Regions from separate parts of the Lactuca sativa genome. Here region 2 is linked to region 1. The links are chromatin contacts, called in public Hi-C maps. All regions are on one chromosome and are shown on one strand. Each heading gives the region's core, a stretch centred on a gene start, on an enhancer-like site or on the middle of the called end of the contact. The rest is flanking DNA. Distances are from core to core; before and after follow the strand shown. Region 1 holds the start of LOC111880883. Region 2 holds the start of LOC111880870 (probable lysophospholipase BODYGUARD 1).

Evidence for each region. A called contact is a pair of places that touch in the nucleus more often than the background predicts.
Region 2: a contact with region 1 is called in a Hi-C map of leaf, with 3 times the contacts expected there. The contact joins the promoter of LOC111880870 here to the promoter of LOC111880883 in region 1. A contact is called at or near these places in 2 of 4 Hi-C or Micro-C datasets (leaf and seed).

What each region holds. Positions count from the first base shown.
Region 1 is chr6:12,255,638-12,262,664 of Lsat_Salinas_v11, reverse strand. It overlaps LOC111880883, which reads left to right and starts at 3,789. Exons shown (of 2, transcript XM_023877294.3): 1 at 3,789-3,958; 2 at 4,805-5,152. The coding sequence starts at 3,836. The coding sequence ends at 4,900.
Region 2 is chr6:12,450,157-12,457,183 of Lsat_Salinas_v11, reverse strand. LOC111880870 (probable lysophospholipase BODYGUARD 1) reads right to left here and starts at 3,770. Exons shown (of 4, transcript XM_023877280.3): 1 at 2,916-3,770; 2 at 2,487-2,815; 3 at 2,207-2,406; 4 at 993-1,595. The coding sequence starts at 3,525. The coding sequence ends at 1,265. LOC111880875 (a long non-coding RNA gene) reads left to right here and starts at 6,812. Exons shown (of 12, transcript XR_002846607.3): 1 at 6,812-6,996.

The DNA.
Region 1 (7,027 bases), core at 2,540-5,039:
ACTCGACGAGTGGGAGGCTCAGAACTCGCCGAGTTGGGCCATTTACCAGCCTATAAATATAGGCGCAAATCTTCCATTTCCTTCACACCTATCCTATTCTTTCTCTCTCAAACATCTCTCTAAACCCCTTCCAATCCCTAGTAACATCTAAGTGCTAGAGGCGAGTCCCAGAGCGCCAGAAGGCTCTGAGAAGAAGATCTTTTTGGCTCGGAAGCTCTGCCCCTATGTAGCATGGTTCGTAGCCAAACCTCCAAGTAAGTGAGTTATGCTTACCCTACATTAAGTACAAGTTATGTTTAGGTTCAATAACGTTATTATGAACTTATAAACAATAAATATATTATAAAATATAATATACAAAGTGTTATTATAATATCTTTTAACTACTCGCAGTACATGAATCTAGTTTGAAGGGCCGCATAGGGTGTTGGATTTCAAAAGTGTTATAATGCCAAAATGGTCCTGCCCTCCGGTGTCTCATGTCTAGCCCTTGTCTGTATATATAGTAGTTGAAAATTATTGTTTAAGACTTATAAAATAATATCGCTCATAAATAGTAGCAATAAATATTAGACTAAAATCTAGCGGTAATGATACTAGGTTTTGTCGAAGGAAAATAGAATTGTTAGAAGCGAAGAGTTGCCCGAGTTTGAAATCATCACTTTAACAAGTGAGTGCATAGTCCCTTCCATGAACATGACTTTAATACAAGTATTGATTAAAGTATTAAATATATGTTTGTGTGTGAAGTATTTGATATTTCCTGAAATACGTGTTAAGAGCATATATGATGATTTAGGATACAGAGTAAACCTAAATTAATTAAGAGGAATATTGGATAGTATCTCCTTATGAGTACGAGTGAGATATACATGGAGGCTAGAACTTTAAAACTTGTCATTGATCCGAGAGCATGGATTAGACTTAGTCATTTTTCCTTAGTCCGAGAGTATGGAGAGGACATAGTTATTTGTCATTAAGCCAGGGGCATGAATTAGACATAGTCTATTGTCCATAGTCCGAGAGTATGGAATGGACATAGTTATTGATCCTAGAGTATGGATTAGACATAGTCATTTGTCCCTAGTTCGAGAGTATGGAATGGACATAGTTATTGATCCGAGAGCATGGATTAGACCTACCCGATCTGGGAGTATGGATTAGGTAAAGTGGTAAATTTTAGATCCGAGAGTATAGACTGTGTCGTTGTGAGGGTCTACCAGGTGGGGTAAAATTGCTTATATGAGGTTAAATTGTATATGTTGTAGTTCTAAAACATATATATATATATATATATATATATATATATATATATATATATATATATATATATATATATAACATTGTGGGATTGAAATCCCTATGTACTCACCAGGTTTCCCAACCTAATCTACTTAGTTTATTTGTATCACAAGTGTCAATATGAAGCTACATTACAATGATAGATTAAAGGAGATGTAAATCACTAGTGTCAATAAATGTAATGTCTGTTTATGCTTATGTTTTTATATTGACGATGACATCCCAAAGTTTTTATATAAACAAAGTACATTTCTTCGGAAATGCTTTGATAATATATTTATCATGTTTTTTTTGGGAACAAATTCTGCAATATTATTCTTTAAAATGAATACTCTAATTTTCAAATAAGCATAAATAAAAATTTTAAAATGAGCATGAAAATGGGGATGTCACAATTAATAGAGCGCGTGTGGCTAACCGACACATTAAAACGAGATGATAAATGACATAAAGAGTGCCAAGTTAATTTGCATGGTTATTCACATCTCGTTTGTGATCCTCGACATCCCAGTGACAAAAGTAAGATCGTAATCTGAGTTTAAACATGCCATTGATTGAATTTAATGAATCTCAAAAGATCTAGGAGTTTCATACGATTGAGATTGGTAAGAGATTTACCTACCAAAAATAGATTTGAATTTGATTACGACATCCCTCTTCAAAGTTTGCATCGAAAATATGGATCCGAGACTTAATTTAAAATTGATGGGTTAATAATTAATGATTAAAATAAACTAACTTGAATTCTCTTTTCTCCCTTTTATATATGTCAAGTCAAGACAATAATGATCTTCTTCATTCTTTTGGAAATAGTTTTCCTCTAGCTAATGAAGATGATATTGCACTATCAGATAAAGGTGAAAATGTTTTTTCTTCTTTGGGAAATGGTGGAAGTGGACGTCATGCTTCTCCAACTCTTCCTCCTCCTCCAGTGACTCTACCCACGTCATGTTTTCCTTAAGTTGAAAGATATGAAACTACTCATGTAACACCCTGTTCCGAATTGTTTTTTAATTCGGGGTTGTGGCCCGAAGATCGGTTATCATCGAGCTTAGGGCCTTTGGGGAAAGAGAGATATAGACCCATTTGGGTGTGGGTAATGCAATTTAGATGATTCAGGAGTTCAGTTTGTGTTTTTGAGCCAAAAGGGTATATCGATAAAGTGTCAGTTTGAGATTTTATGGAAATTAGATTTTAGTTCGGGAAGTTTTAAGGCAAGTATGAATTGATAGAAGCGTAGAGCTTCTCGTTATCTTTTCGTTGATATAAAGATTGTCGGAAACAGACTTATAACGAAGAAGTTATGGTCTTCGGAAAATGGTAGGGTTTAGGGTTAACCCTAGTACGCTGGGCGTATATAGGGAGTAGGCGAGGTGTACCAGGGAGAAGGATCGCAACACCTTTGGGGAGTATGCTGAGTGTAATAGGAGTATGTAGGGCGTACTCCAGTTTCATGCAACCCTAATTTAGGGCCTTGGACCCTATTTAAGCTCCTTAACTCAACACCAAACCCTAATATCTTCAGCCTTCACCCCTTTTAAACCGTAGATTTGAACCCTAAGTGCATTAGATGATTTTTGTGCTTGAAAAGTGATTTGTGGTGAAGAAGAAGAAGGGGAACACTTGGAGGAGTGGCTTGAGCTTGTAGATCCGGGAGTATCTTCTCATTTGCAAGCTTTCTAAGGTAAAAAGCTTATACATTGATGACCATTTAGGTTGGATCTACTTTATGGTGTTTCTTTGACCTTTATAGTCCTTTGATGTAAAGATGAGCTTTTGATATACTACAGATGTAGTGGATGCTAGATATAAGCTCCAATAAGGTCATTTGTTCATAAAAATGCAAATTTTATAGAAGATTTTGTTTCATGCAAGTATTAAGGGGGTGTTTGGATAAATTGGATTATAGCTTATTAGCTTATTTGTGGCGAGAATAAGCAATAAGCAAGGGACGAGATGCTTATTAAAATCAGTTTACTTAGCTTATCCTTACCACAATAAGCTGCTTTTTAAGGATTTCTATCCAAACACTTAAACTTTGCTTATTGTGGTGGGAATACGCAATAAACAATAAGCACCCTCTTTTTTCCCTATCCAAACACCCCCTAAGACCCTTATTAAGTTCATTTTTAATTGTTGAGACCCATTAAGGCATGTAGGAGAGTAAAGTTGGCAACTTTATGTTGGAACAATAAATACGATTGATAGATTCTATAGTAAAGTTGGCAACTTTTTGGAGGTGGACCTGTTTGGAACCAAACCGGTTTGGGGGTTAACCGGTTTTGAGTTTGTTGATCAGAACCGAACCGTTTTAGGGGTTAACCGATTTTGACTTTGTTGACAAGAACCAAACCAGTTTACTGAACCTTTCCGATTTGAAAAAAAAATCCGGTTTGTGCACATCTACTTGTATATGACAAATGGCTGATCCAGTACATAAATTACTTTTTCGAAAAGCCCAATTGTTTATATCAGCCCAATACTTTGATTACTCCCCTCTTTCGCCATCTCTCTCGATTGAATCGGGGAAGTCATGGGATACGTACTCAGGGTGAGGTTCGCTTCGTTCTTCGCCGGCGCTGCGGTGGCTTCAGCCGGTGGATTCTATTTTCTTCACAAGGATTACAAGGTCGCTCATCAATCTATGTCTCAACAGGTATTCTCTTTCCCTTTTCCTCTACTTTGTGTACCAATTAGTCCCATTACTACCGGTGGTGTATCCCAAATGCGTTATCGTCTTTATTTCGAATTGACTGAGTGATTCTCTCAGTTTTAAAGCAGTAATTGATAAATGTTGGTGCTATTATGCTGTGATTCGATATAAAACGCACAAAATCAGAACCCTAGGTAACCGATCAGCATGCCCTTTCCATACATGAACCACGATTAAATTGGATTTTCAGTATGTTATGTGGAGTAGGAAAACAATTTAGTTTTTGTGGGCAACCATTGAGTTTTATCTTGCAGCATGCCCTAGATTATATCTTTGGAAAACATGGGGTTTACATGCTTATAGGCTAAATGAATATGTTTATAGATCTATCTACCTTCTTTTCTTGAGCTGCACTTTTTAAATAAAAGCATGCTTCCATTAATTTCAGAAGTTTATGCCATTAGATACAACATTTAGCAAAGAATAAAAGCGCTTTTGGAGGAGGTAGAAAGACAAAAATCTTTATTATTGTTTGAAATCTTGAGTCTAGAGTTCCATGGCATTTTAGGGATTGTTTCTTACTTTCTTTATCCCCCCCATTTGATAAAATTTAGCTGTATTATGAAATTTCCATTTTTGTTCTTAAGTAAAACTTGCTACATGCATACAAGTGCATTGCTGGAAACTTATTCACTAGTGGGAGCTTTGGTATTTATTTTTTCTAAGGTTTATAAAAACTTATTTAGTTTGTTAAAAAGCTGTTAATATCTGTGTTATAAAAAGTACATATATCCAATTACCACATTGTTTCTAAAGTTGTAACAAATTATTATATCCATGGTGATGTAGATTAATGACTTTTATAAATCTCTGGATGGACGCATCTCTTCTTTGGAAAATCTAAAAGAAATTGAAGCAATGAAACCGGTTGAAGGTGCAGAATAAGGAAGTCAAAGAGTCTTTGGTAGTTCCAAGCATCTGGTTTGACTCAAAATTTTCTGAATGTTGTAGTGCAAGCCTTTTTTTTTTTTTTTTTAGTTAATAACAAATGTGGATTGACTATTGAGATGGAAGACTTCCAGTCAAATTGAAGGATTTTACTGCATAAGTATATCACATGTTTATCTTATTTCTGTAATTAAAGATGGATTGTGATTTGTAGCAATACAAAAGATAGAACAATCCATGTGGTATGAAGTATGATGGGATATGGCATATATGACCCACCAATAGGGCAACATATGGTGCCTTTTCTTTCCAGCCATTAAAAGCATAAACATATGCTTTATCCAATCGAATGAGATAGTTTGATATTCATTCTTATCCATCAAAGAAAAGAAATGCAATCTATAACCTTCATCCCATTAAGGCAAGGGGGATTTTGGTATCATATTACACCAAGAGCAAAACCAACAGTCTATTTGTGCAATAGTCAACCAAGTTCCCGAGTTTTTTTTTTTCAATGACGTATCATCAATAAAAGATTTTAAGTAGGGTAGCCAAAGAGAGGTGTTTTCTACTTCAATATCCACCACCATTTGGTAAGAAAGGAAAGATTAAGGGACCTTATGGATTATTGTTATTACAATTATTCGATATCGAACTTATTGGGATGTATCAATTCTGTTTTAAAAAGTTCAAAACCTTATAAACTAGACCCTAAAATAAAATTTTGTAACAAATTGACCATTCTTACTTGCTATAACACATTAAGTATGTAAATAGTCTATGGTACATGTTATATATTGGTCCATGTGTCATCAACATGAATTTTTTTGATTATTTTCTTAAGAAGTTATTATTAGAATGGAAATTATGGGGTGTTTGGGATTTGCTTATTTAAAATAATTTATAATTATTTGTAAAAATATTTAATAATTTATTTGGTGTTAAAACAGAGTTTTAGAAAAGAATGTTTGTATTAGCTTATCTAGTATTAAAATGAAATAAGAAAAGAATTTGTTTTTGGTGTTTGGCAATAAATTCTTATTTTATATGTAATAATAAAACAACTTATTTTAAATTAGTCAAAAAAAGTAAATAAGAAGTGTCTTATCAAAAACTCATTATTTGAATCAATAAATGCTTATGAAATCTTTTTATCATAATACTAAAAATTTGTTATTATCGGTCCAAAAGCAATCACAAACACCTCCTATATCTAGATCTCAAAATTACAAAGATTACCATTATAAAAATCATATCGTGCTCTAGTTCTTTCACTTAATACATATTTCCAGATCAAGAATAAGAATACCATTGACATCTACAAATAGATTATAAGAAGTTGGGTTTAAAACCTACAAAACCTCATGCATTTCGCCAAAGACTAACCATTTCTCTCGTTTTGATCGGGATGAAGACAATTAGGTTTCCTTATAACCATAATTATCATTGCTAGTTTGCCACCGTAAAATTCTTCATACACTGCCCCTCCTCCCCCACCCTACCAAGCTACCACCACCCACATACATTATTTGAATATTTATGTACACCACACAATCGAAGGCTAGAGAATTTCCATTTTCTTTTCTAAAAACATGTATAAAATTAGCGTTAACAAAGAGGGGTATTACAGCTCCTATTGCATCATGTTTTTTTCTTTATGGTTTATACAAATCGACTGAAGGGGAAGAGAATTTATATTTATTCTTCGTTTTGAACCAAAAAAATTTGGTCTCACCCTAATTAACTACAAATATGGGTTTACCGTTAGAAGATGAAGAAGAATGAACAAGATTTACAGTAGTGGCGGAACCAACGTCAAAGTAAATGGGTATCCAGGGCCGGACCAAACGTATATGGGGCCCATGGCGAAAAGAAAAAAAGGGCCCTTTGAAGACAAATATAATAAAGACTAAAAAAATATCATTTATTCTTTGGTATAGACGTGTTCAATTAGCAATGATAAGCAAACCAAATTGTTTATCTTTTGAGCTAATTTGAGTTTGAATCAGTTTTACGCCCTATAAATCATTTAGGTAATATTTTTTTTTTATATATATACACTACATAGCCCATAAATTTTGGGCCCCCTAGAGAAGTGGGCCCTGGATGGTCGCATGTGTTGCC
Region 2 (7,027 bases), core at 2,521-5,020, 190 kb before region 1:
CTCCTTAAATTGGTCTTCTTGGTGCATTATCCCTTTGATGTAATTTTTGTTCTTTTGTTTTTTCTGTTGTTCTACTTTGCCCCTAACTGCTTACTATCGGTTTAATAAAATTTCCCTGTAGTTTGTAAATGAAATGTAAAAAGTGAAGCCTATTAGAGATAACAAACACATCAATAAATGGGCAATTAATAAATTCAATGCCAACAAGAAAATGGGAAATAGTTGTAATGCAAGTTAATGAGATTGTTCTGGCTGCGAATGCTTAGCTTGTTCCTATCATTACCAACCCAACATAGACCAAATGGCTTATAGCAGCCACCAGTATTATACTGTATTCTTTGGTATAAATGGTTGAAAGTTTAAGTTTTTTTTTTTTTTTTTTTTTTTTTTTTTTGGGGGGGGGGGGGGGGGGTGGGGTGGGGTGGGGGGCAGTAATGTAATTTAAAGATGTTGTGTTTGACAAACAGTTTTTGGTATTTTATAACTTTTAGTTATTAACAAAAAAAAAATCAATTTTAACAAACAAGTTTTGCAAAATACGGTCTAGTTAAATTGAAAAATACTTGTGTCGGTTTAAAACCAATCCAACATTGTCCGAAAAATTAAATTAATCTAAAAAAGCATATTACAAATGAAAGAAAACATTTTATATCAATTTTTATGATATATATTATACTTTTGAAATTATCATTAAATATTGTATATAATAAGTTTATAAACATTACTTCTGAACTACATCCCAAAAATATGCTACTTCTACTTCGAAATTTACTTTATAAAAAAATCCAAAAAAATAAAAATACAGGAATAGTATCCAATATATGATACTATGATAGGATATGATGCTCAAAGAGTAGCATTAAGTAAAAAGAATTCAATGCAACTCTTGAGTCTTGAAGATACATATATATGGTTGTGACATTAAGTACACTCACAGGTCAATAAATAATTAATGTTAAAGTAAATAATAAATAGTAATAAATTCAAACAAATACCAAAATGTTACATCATTTATAAATATTAACTCATAATGAACATCGAAATCACACATTTTCCATACGGTGATATTGTATAAACATTCGAATAACCGCTAGCTACGCACACTTCGCCTTTGCGTAGTAAATACATGCACTAAATGGAATATAACAGGGAGAAAAAGACTAAAAACTTGGGGAAATCATGCATAATTATGTATATATATATATACTAAGATTACTAGTATATATCCATCTTCATGATTTGTGATGGAGTTGATATCTTTTATTTACCCTTTTAATTTTGAAGTCTTCCAAATCTCTTCGAGTTCTCTAGCGAAAGCTTCTTGACGTCCAACAACAATGGTGATATGATCTTTCTTTTCTACAACATTAACATTAGCACGAGGGACTTTGGTCTTAACATTGCTGCTGCACTCCACGGGAATGAGCTCGTCGTCTTCACCATGGAAAATATGAACGCTGCAACTCAACCTGTTCTGAACCGTATCTAAATACCCTTCGATCTTGCCAGCAGTCCCACATATGATGTTGTGAAGCGTATGCCATGCGGCATTATGTGTATGACAACAGAAACCTTTTATCAAGTAGGTTTTAATCCTGTATTAATCATACATCACATGACACTCATTATCTGTGTAATGACTTATGAGTTATGACATATTAATTAATATAGCCACTATAGTTGTTTATGACGAAATTAAAAGTGAAGGGGCCACGTAGTAACGATTTAATCAATGAATGGCCTCACTTGGTGAGCGTGACATGTGTATCGGTGTATGTATTTGCAACTTGCTTCAATATTATAAAGGACGATTTAACCAGTATAGACTAGTCTCCATCTTGATGATCATGACACCGTGCTTCTCAAGATCGCAACACGTTTTGATTTTGAGGATCATTACCCGAAAACATATATTTTGAATTCAAAACACTAAAAAGGATTGGGTTGTAATCCGGTTTACCACCCGATAATAATAGCAATCATGGATTGAGTTCATAAATTTAAAATTCGGTGCATTAATTGGGTTGTGAACTGATCACTACGACATCGACTAGGTCAAATAAAAATATTAAGTGCGAAGATTTTTATTTCTAAACATTTTAGATTTGATCCTGAAATAAATATATCATTTTTTTTAAAAGATATCCAATATTCACCGTAATAATTATTATATCGCCGTTTTTATAGGTTGGAAAAAAACGGTTACCTATTTCGGGTGATGAGTTTGGTGAGAAATTCCCAGATTCGGTGGTTCTTGCAGATAAGCAAACAAATCGTTCGGCTAACATGTTCATACCAACAAGCTAACGACGCTCCAAACGCTATCAATGGCCACACCCGCCGTGGCGCCACCTTCCTCATCATATATTGTGTCGCTTGTTCCCCTTTTGGCGTCGGAAAATATGGCTGTGAATTCAACCCATTCAATTATTTAATATATTTCGAAAATGCATGCTATAAGTGGTTTACTACAGATTAATGCTTACTGGTGCGAGCAGAGTGAGGGACTTGACGGAGTTGGGATATTTCACGGCGAGTGCTAGAGCTAGAATGCAACCAAGAGAATGAGCCACGATATGAAAAGATTTGACCTTGTGTGCTTCGAGTACCGATCTTTCGATCATGTCTAAATGCTCTTTGATCGTGTAGAGCGAGTCGTGGGGCTTTGGACTTCGTCCGAAACCCAGTAGATCTATTGCGAATAAACGATATGCTGATTTTGTAGATTTGGAGAAGTTCGGGAATAATGTCTCTGTCCAGAAAGCCGACGATGATATGAACCCATGAATAAATAAAACATCATCCCCTACATTATCTGTGATCATGAAAGAATATGATGAGTACATGAACTTAACTATATGAAAATATGGAGGTAATTAAAACTTAAAAGCATATATATAGGTATGGATGCAAACCTTTAGGTCCATCGGTGTGGACAAAAAGAGTGTCCTTACAAGCGTTCGACCATGAGTTGCAGGTGTCGCAATCGCAATCGGACCACCGAGGAATGGGGTGAGACTTATGACCACCGATTTTCTCTTGAAGCATTTCAACAATGGTATTGTTCACCGTGAAAGTCGACGACGACCGAACGGTGGATTTATTGATGGAGGCGACCATGGTAGTTGCGTCATTGATTTTCCGGCGTTTAAGCTCCTTGACGGTGGTTTTGGACACCTCCGCAACCAACGACGGCCGGGTATAGAGGGTGTCGGAGATCTCTTCTAGTTGTATCTTGGTGGATGTAAGACAAACAATCTTCTTTGACTGACCTTTCTCAGACACCAAAATTCGACCAGTTCCACTCATGGCTTCTTTCGGTGAAGAACAGTAACAGGGTTTCCATTCGGCCTCAATGAAGAAATCAATGACTTTATAAACGAAACAAAGTACCAAATCAAGAACGTCAAGAATGGAGAAGATAACAAAACTCAAAACATCGTTAATCAACTTCCCGATTATCGCCAGAGTTGTTCTGATCATCACGCTCATTTTGCCACCGAAAACAAGAGCTGCCTCCCACATTCGATGGAGTATAGTAGTTACGTTGATAATTAACACTACAAGACCCGACCCGACCCTTTTGCAACACAACCCATGCAAGACTCTTTAGTTTTGGAGGGGAAAGAGTGATGAGTTTGCTACTTGTATTAAAGGGGTTTTGTGTGGACAGGTACTAACAGGTAAGAGATAAATGCATTCATTAAAACAGTTTGCTGGAGGAAAATAAAATATAATGATTTTAGCAACATTTTTAAACAAAGGGTTGGTGGTGGTTGAACCTCCAATTTAGCACCTCCCAAGAAACCATTTGGCCCTCTTAAGATCCTTCTGTGAGGTTATAAATGTAACTTCAACCATTGTTGACCCTGCACACCATGACTAGGTCTCTACACCTAGAAAAACGTTCCATTTTTGTCAATGATAGACACTCATTGTTAAGCTGGAAAATGACTCATGAGAGTAATTAACTTTTGCGTTTGTACTCATTAGTCCCTTTTTTTTTGTATTCAATATATCATCGAACTTGTTGTTGGTGTTTACCATAGCCCTTTTGACCGGCTTTTGACCTGTGATAGCCGGTTAAAGGGTTATGGTGAACACAAACAACAAGTTCGATGGTATATTGAGTACAAAAAAAGGAAAGGGACCAAATGAGAACAAACGCAACAGTTGGTTACCCTCCTGATTTATTTTCCCTTTACTCATTTACAACAAATCACACATCATCTCCTACTGATATTAATGACTTTATGAGATTCATTCTTGCTTCTCTTCAAAACATAACTCACGAAAGGACATTATTCATGCATGTACAACTTTGTAATGCACTTGAATATTTATTAGGGGAATCTTGACTAAGTAGACGCATTTCATGACTACATTTACATTTGCAATCAAATGATTTATCGTATCATGGATTCTAGACAAGTCTACAAACGAGTGGAATCACAAGTGCAGTGATTTTTAAGTTTACTTAGCTTTAAGATCGAACTCATGGGATAAGATACAACATCAATATGTACAATACCATGCTGCTTTTGTAGACACATCACCATAATATTATACATATTAATGTTGTATCTTATCCCATGAGTTCGATCTTAAAGCTATGTAAACTCAAAAATCACAGCACTTGTGATTCCACTCGTTTGTAGACTTGTCTAGAATCCTTGGTATTATACATATTAATGTTGTATCTTATCCCATGAGTTCGATCTTAAAGCTATGTAAACTCAAAAATCACAGCACTTGTGATTCCACTCGTTTGTAGACTTGTCTAGAATCCATGATACAATAAATCATTTGATTGGAAATGTAAATATAGTCATGAAATGCGCCTGCTTAGTCAAGATTCCCTTAATAAATATTCAAGTGCATTACAAAGTTGTACATGCATGAATAATGTCCTTTCGTGAGTTATGTTTTGAAGAGAATCAAGAATGAATCTCATAAAGTCATTAATATCAGTAGGAGATGATGTGAGATTTGTTGTAAATGCGTAAAGGGAAAATGAATCAGGAGGGTAACCAACTGTTGCGTTTGTTCTCATTTGGTCCCTTTCCTTTTTTTGTACTCAATATACCATCGAACTTGTTGTTTGTGTTTACCATAACCCTTTGACCGGCTATCACAGGTCAAAAGTCGATCAAAAAGGCTATGGTAAACACCAATAACAAGTTCGATGGTATATTGAATAAAAAAAAAAAAGGATCAAATGAGTACAAACGCAAAAATTAATTACCCTCAAGAGTCATTTTCCATTCTTAAGCAACTAAAAAGTAAAAATCCGTAGGTATTAATTTAAGGGTAGTAACAAATTAATAAATGGTATTAGTAATATTTATGCTTGTTTCTGATTCTTTTCACCAAACCGCACAAACATTATGACTACGAAGTACACAAGGAAATGTAGGTATATTGAATGCAATATTGGTTTGGCGTTTGATCGTAGGTGGATAATTGCATCGATGGCATGATTCAAGATTAATAGTATTGAAGTAAACATTACGCAAAACTGCCATCAGTGGTAGGACAATAAATGTGGGTAGCCACATTTTCAAACCAAAGAGTTACGAATCTATTGAATTTAATGCTCCATGACCCATGTCTCTTTATATATGGTTCATCATTAACGAACACGAACTAGTTTCGGATTTAAAGATAAATATTTTTTTATTGCTTTTCTATTTTGATGATTCATATTGCCTGCAAGTGAATTCTTGCATGAAACTGCAATTAATATTCTCCTTCATTTGGAAAAATAAACATTTTATTCTTGTTACTTTGTAGTGTACAAGAGTTAATTGGTATACAAATTCATTCAAAACTGCATCAACCGTGCATGGTTATTTGCATTATACATATTATATATACACATGAAACTTATGAAGATGAAAAAGATCAACAAATGTTTGGAATTAAAAGTGAACTTGATATGTTTTATAAGTTTATTTTTTCTAAAGGATTTAGCATTCTAGCTTAAAACCCTATGAACTAAATTGCTAAGAAGTTATTTACTTTGTCATTTAGTTTTCACTTAATTAAACACACACACACACACTATATATATATATATATATATATATATATATATATATATATATATATATATATATATATATATATATATATATATATATATATATATATATATATATCACTACAAGAAAAGTCCTTATTAGTGACTAATTTTTAGTGACGACCTAAAATTTGGTCACTGAAAGCATCTTTTAGTCACTAGAAATTAAGTGGTCACTGAATTTTGGTAATCCTATAAATTTAATGACGAATTATATGTGGTGGTCACTAAATCAGTCACTAAAATGCAAAATAATTATATTGTTTTTGTTTCATATCATAAAACTATTTAGTTACTAAAAATAATGGTCACTATGTTAATTATATAGTGACTAAGGATAAGGGCAATATGTTAGAAGTTTAGTGAAAAAAAATGGTCACTATATTGAACATTTTTATGACAAAAAATAGTGGTCAGTGACTATTTTTGTTAAAAATGCTCACGTATTCTCTAAATGATGTGGAAAAACAATTAGTGACAACTAATAGTAGTCCCTGATGAAATACAAGAAAAAAAAACAATTAGTGACCATTAAGTAAGTGGTCACTGACTATACATATTTGAAAAGAATTGAAAAAATAAAAAGAGAAACACATTAAAAAAATAAAAAGTGGAAAAAAATTGTATTTATATTTGACTCAATAAGAAGACTTGACTAATTTTGACTAAATAAGGAGCTTGACTAATTTTGTAAACACGATTAATTGGTTGACTAATTTTGACTATCGATACTATGCCCTAAATCGACTCTAACACATCTCTTTTGCCCTAAATCGATACACCAACAATCCCAGTTTGACAGCATCGCACCGATCCATCATCGCAGGTCCGTCGTCGCCGGTCCATGGTCACTCCACACCCTCCCATTGACGCACCTCTGTTCTCCACTCGAAGTCAAACTCGAAGTAAAACAGGTACTCCATACTCGCATGATCAGATACGTCA